Regions from separate parts of the Zea mays genome. Here region 1 is linked to region 2. The links are chromatin contacts, called in public Hi-C maps. All regions are on one chromosome and are shown on one strand. The core of a region is the stretch at or near the end of the contact, and the rest is flanking DNA. Distances in the headings are between cores, read along the strand shown.

Region 1 (2,700 bases), core at 152-2,651, 290 kb before region 2:
GCAATTCTTGCCTTTTGTCGGGTGGCGCACTGGACAGTCCGGTGCACCACCGGACATGAACAGTAGCTGTCCGGTGCCCGATCTCCTTCCATATTGGACGCACCCGACTGTTGGACCTTTGGTCCCGTTGGCGCACCGGATGTCCGGTGTGACCAACTGACCGTTGGCGCGGGCCACGCGTCGCCCGCTGATTTCGCTGCCGACCGTTGGCACGGGCGCCTTTGGCACATCGGACAGTCCGGTGCACACCGGACAGTCCGGTGAATTTTAGCCGCAGCGCCACTGTCTTTTTCTCGAGAGCGACGAGTTCGTCGCCGAGCCAGCCTAGGCACCGGACACTGTCCGGTGCACCACAGGCTGGTGCTAGTTTGGCTAAACTCAGCCAAATCTTCTCCAACTCAATTTCTTTTGATTTGACAAGATTCCTGGCACTTAGATAAATATGTTAGTAGCCAAAAACAATTTACTAAGGCTGAAGACATACCTTGTTCTTTGATTTGCATCTTAGTACTTATGAACCAACGTATTTTGTGTTGGATATCTAATCACCAAAACATTTTTAGAAATGGCCCAAGGGCACATTTCCCCTTCAATTTGTTTGATCACCGAGCTTGGGAGCTTGAGAGTGCATATATAGAAAGTAGGTAACGACGAGAACACTAAAAAATGACCATTTGTAATCTCCTAGCTTGTGATAGGAACACTAAGATTGATGATATGTGTCGTCAATCTTTTGTATCAATGAAAGGAAAGCTTTTAGGATTAATTTAACTAAACTCATGGGCAGCCCAAGATATATGATGGGGAAAGTTCCAATCTGGCAGTTGAAGGTTTTTTTTACAACAGTTCCATTTTCTGATTAGACACATTTACCAGGTAGATATTCGACTTGTGTTAATTGGAGTAGAGACCCATATAATCTACAAAAAATAGTTTAAAATAGCCTTGAGGACAAACAATTGTTTTGGGCATGCTTCCATAATATGGATGTCGTCGTCCGCATATTGAATAATTGAGAAGTTATGTCCACATCTTTGCTATACAAGTAGTCTAAGAAGGCTAAGGTCTTTTGCTTTGTTTATTATTGATTGTAACAAGTCAGTTGCTAGGATGAATAGAAGTGGTGAGAATGTTTATGATGACCACGTGTTTAAGTTTGTCAAACGCTTTTTCAAAGTCCAAATTTTAGGATGATCATTTCTTTTTTGGACTGTTTGCATAAATGTATGTATCCAAAAGAGCAAGCCACTCAATCCATAACGATTTATGTGAATGAGCTCACCCTCTACAGTTGGCCAACAGTTTGGTTAGAAGTTTCACGAGCGAATTCAAGAGTGAGATTATAATCACTACCTCAATAACAATAAAGGTGTCTTATTTCATAGGACAATGTGGGACCCATTTATGCTTTGCAAATCATACTGTTTCCAATAATTATAGTTGGTCACTATACACGGTTTTTAGCAGACATGGACTCTTGCGTATTTTCCAATTTACAAAAGGAAAAATATTAAAAAATAGTAATAAAAAAGGGAAAAAAAACAATGGAGACATCGTCGTCGTCTCCTTCCTCCCTCCTTCCTGGTCGCCCATGGATTATTCCATAGATACGACCTAGCTGCGCTGCTACAGCCCCCGCATTTCCCTTCCCCCAATCCTCTCCTCCACGAACACGCCCTCCCTTTTGCCCGTTCCCAGCCTCGAACGGCAAATCAAAAGGCAGATATATGAGCTCTTGGTCATCGTCTCCACGCCCCATTGGTAGCCGCCTCTGAAATTCCTATAAAAAAAGATATATGGGTGGAGCCATCACCCACGCCGCCAAGATCCTGTCTTCTTGCGCGGCCAGCTCGTAGCTCCACGCCGGATAGATAGAAGAGGCCAACCTTTCCTCCCCGCTTGCTCCCCTTTTCTTTCGGCAGGATTGCACATCTTCCCCCACGTGACACCTGAGAAAGTGAGAGCACAGATTTCTTCTTCCCCTTGCTGCTGCCGTTTCTCGTTTCCGTTCCTCTCTGCTCGTGGGTTTGTCATAGATAAACCTCGCATAAAGCTTCGTTCCCTCGGCTCTTGGTCCCAATCGGCAGGGCTCCTCCGCTTACCCGCTCCAATTTCTCCCCCCCCCCCCCCCCCCCCCCCCCCTGTTCTTCTGTCTCCAACCCGCGGGAATCCTTGAGGAGTTGCAGGAATTTGTAGCGAGAGGTGATTTTCTTTTTTTCCTTTTGACCGGTTCTTGATCGCCGTATCCCCAAATTTCTCACCTTTTCTCCGGGTTTTCCGGTTTTTTGTCCAAGAACAGGCTCCTTTCCTGCTGCGGAGGCCGTCGTACGGTTCTTGATCCGGGGAGCACACCTGGGGCGCGCCAATGCAGCCGGACCCGAGCGGGAACACCAATGCGAAGGCGAAGCTGCCGTTGATGGCTCCGGCGCCGTCGTCGGGGCGCCCGGCGTCCGTGCTGCCGTACAAGACGGCGAACGTGCGGGACCACTATCGCATCGGCAAGAAGCTGGGGCAGGGGCAGTTCGGCACCACGTACCACTGTGTGGGCAAGGCCGACGGCGCCGAGTACGCGTGCAAGTCCATTCCCAAGCGCAAGCTGCTGTGCCGGGAGGACTACGAGGACGTGTACCGCGAGATCCAGATCATGCACCACCTCTCCGAGCACCCCAACGTCGTCCGCATCCGCGGCGCCTATGAGGA
Region 2 (2,700 bases), core at 180-2,679:
TGCCTCTTATCCCTGGGGGCCTCTGTCGGTACCCTAAACATGGGGTATCCACTCCTGCTGGGTCAATACAAGACCCCATGTGGCTGCCCATAGAAGGGAATAATCAACAACTTCGATCATAGGTATGGGTCCCCACGGACAGGACCCGGACATCCACATGGGCCCACTGAATCCCTAGAAAGGGGGTCTGGAGCAGCTCCATGTCCCTAGAGTAAAAACACTCTTTGACTACAAGTTCGTTTCCAGACCTCCGGGAGTGGTTCTGGACCCCGCGTGTGTCATCAAGACCTAAGCCAAGTGAGATCCAGTGCTGCCACGTGTATGAATCATTACAGCTAGGGCCTAGACCCCCTCAAGCATGTTTCGGACCCCTAGTCGGGGAGGTCCGAGGGTGCCTCGTTGCCACACGTTCCCAGATTTGCTCCCTGCCTAGGCAGAGGTCCGGTGCCGACGCATGGCCGGGGACGCCTTACGTATGCCTCTTGACATGGGGTTCGACATCATTAAGTGCGGACGAGATACGTGTTTGCCCGCGCCAGTGGCAAGTGGTGTGCGGCCCGCATTAAATGCATGCGACGTGCGAAGTCCGCAAGGTCTGGGCTACGCCAGTAACCCGCGTGTTACCGAGGTAGGACCATTGACTCAATGCGTCGCAAGGACGCCCCTCATTATGGCTCTTGCTGTTCCCCGCAAATTACTGAGGCAAGGTGGAACAGGTGGAGGGGACATGATGACAACGTCCATACACCCCTACACACGACAACGTATCAACCTACGCCACAACTTACATCAAAGCCTACGCTCGAGCTCCGATTAGATGGGGCAAGAGAATAGTGGGCCAAGAGATCCCCACGAAGACCAAGAAGAGATATCTGACCGCTGTAGAGAAGATCTTGGTTGACCAGGATTCATCGCCCATCTTCTATATATACTTATTAGATTATTGGGCCCACTTTTTGAGACTCGGTCACCTTGTAGGTGCCTCCCTTGGACTATAAAAGGGAGGCACACTCCCACAGTGGGGGACAATTTCAACTCACAGGCTAGATGCTCTCGCTGAGGCAATACAACGCTCAAATATGGAGGTAAGGTATTACGCTCCGGCGGTCCGAACCACTATAAAATTCTTGTGTACTTGTGGTCATCCACCTTAGCAGGTAAACCTCATAGCCCCGCCTCATCTTAGGATCAAGACGAGTGCATTCTGCCACCCAACCGGAGTTTTGCACTCTGTCATCCATGATTAACAATTGTTTACTTTAGCATCATATAAACGCATCATGAAAATAGATTCAACAAATTCATCTTATCATTTAGTTTTTAGCTATACAATTAATTTTATAATTATACCATATTTAATACTTTGAACCAAACAAACAAGCCTTCGTAGTGCCTTATTAACAGGTCCCAAAGCGCTAGGAGGGGCCCACGTATAGGAAGAAACAAAAAGGGAACAAATAAACAAATCTGAGCCCCGTACCCGCATCCGGACCGAGGCTCGTCTCCGTCTTCCCAACAAAAAAAAAACAACTGCTATGAATCCGTCCCAGGAAAAATAGAGCAACTTGACCCCATTCATCCGTCGAACACACTGCACCTGTTAGTATTATAGCAACAGTATTTCAGTACCAGTGCTCAATCTAGGCAAAAGCCCGCAAGCGCACAGTTAACAACACGCTACACGCCTACACCAGCATCGCTTGCTGAGTACACTTGAGCGACACTGTGTGAGCTGTGGTTGAATAGTTGAGAAAAAAAAACTCAAAAAGAAAAGGCTACGCCTCTAGCTCGAGTGGGGAGAGAGAGAGTGAGAGACGAGACGGGGAGGCAAAGGCACCACGAGCCACTCTAGAGACGCCTCCTCCGTTTGTTCGAGCTGCCTGGGCGGGAAAGAGAAAGCGAGACCGAGACCGCAGGGATTGAAAAAAGAGGGTGCAAAAGCAAGGCTCGGATTCTTGCGGGGCGAGCGACTCGTTTCTCGTCTCTGCGCTGCGAGCGAGGCTCCTGCTCCTCGCGGTCTCGCTTCCCTCCAAGTTCCAATCCAGCACCGGGCGCCACCGCTAATCAGGTACGGCGGTTCTTCCTGTTGCCTCTGCATCTCTCTCGTGGGGTGGGTCCGGGGGCAATGCCGGGTGCTGTTCTTGCGCCTTGTACTCGCGTCCCCGCCGATTTCTGTCCACCAACACCAACAGGGGAAAGGGGACAGGAGCAGTAGCGCTTCCGGACCCGTTGGAAGTAAAAACCGAAGCTTTAATTTTTTTTGTCTGGCGTTCCACGCGGTTCTTGTGACGGTTGCCATTCCCTACTGGCTGGGCTGTGGTCGCAGGTATTAATGCTCTCCGTTTCGCTTTTTCTTGCGCCGCCCCCGTTTCTTGAATCTTGGCTGGTTGTTCCTTTTTTTTCCTGAAATTATTTTTTGGTGGGGTACCGGGTGGGCACAGATGCTGTCCTGCACCCTCCTCCTGGCGATTTTCGTTAGGGTTTTGGTCTGCATTGTGTCTCCGATGTGGGATTTTGCTGAGATTTGGTGATGGGCGAAAGCTGAAGTTTTTCTAGCCCCGCAATCTTTCTCCCTCCGGGTTTTCTGCGGATTTCATCTTTCTGCATGCGGAGTGTGTTTGACTGAGATTTTCGGTGGATTTGAAGGAAGAAATCTCAGTTTTTTCTAAAGAAAACCATTAATGTTGATCTCCGGGGAAT

Evidence for each region. A called contact is a pair of places that touch in the nucleus more often than the background predicts.
Region 1: a contact with region 2 is called in a Hi-C map of ear, with 2.1 times the contacts expected there. The contact joins the promoter of LOC542703 here to the promoter of LOC103654555 in region 2. A contact is called at or near these places in 3 of 25 Hi-C or Micro-C datasets (ear, leaf and tassel).

What each region holds. Positions count from the first base shown.
Region 1 is chr4:210,945,683-210,948,382 of Zm-B73-REFERENCE-NAM-5.0, reverse strand. It overlaps LOC542703 (calcium-dependent protein kinase 24), which reads left to right and starts at 1,401. Exons shown (of 8, transcript XM_008681406.4): 1 at 1,401-2,202; 2 at 2,300-2,700. The coding sequence starts at 2,366.
Region 2 is chr4:210,653,900-210,656,599 of Zm-B73-REFERENCE-NAM-5.0, reverse strand. It overlaps LOC103654555 (filament-like plant protein 3), which reads left to right and starts at 1,429. Exons shown (of 5, transcript XM_008681402.3): 1 at 1,429-2,068.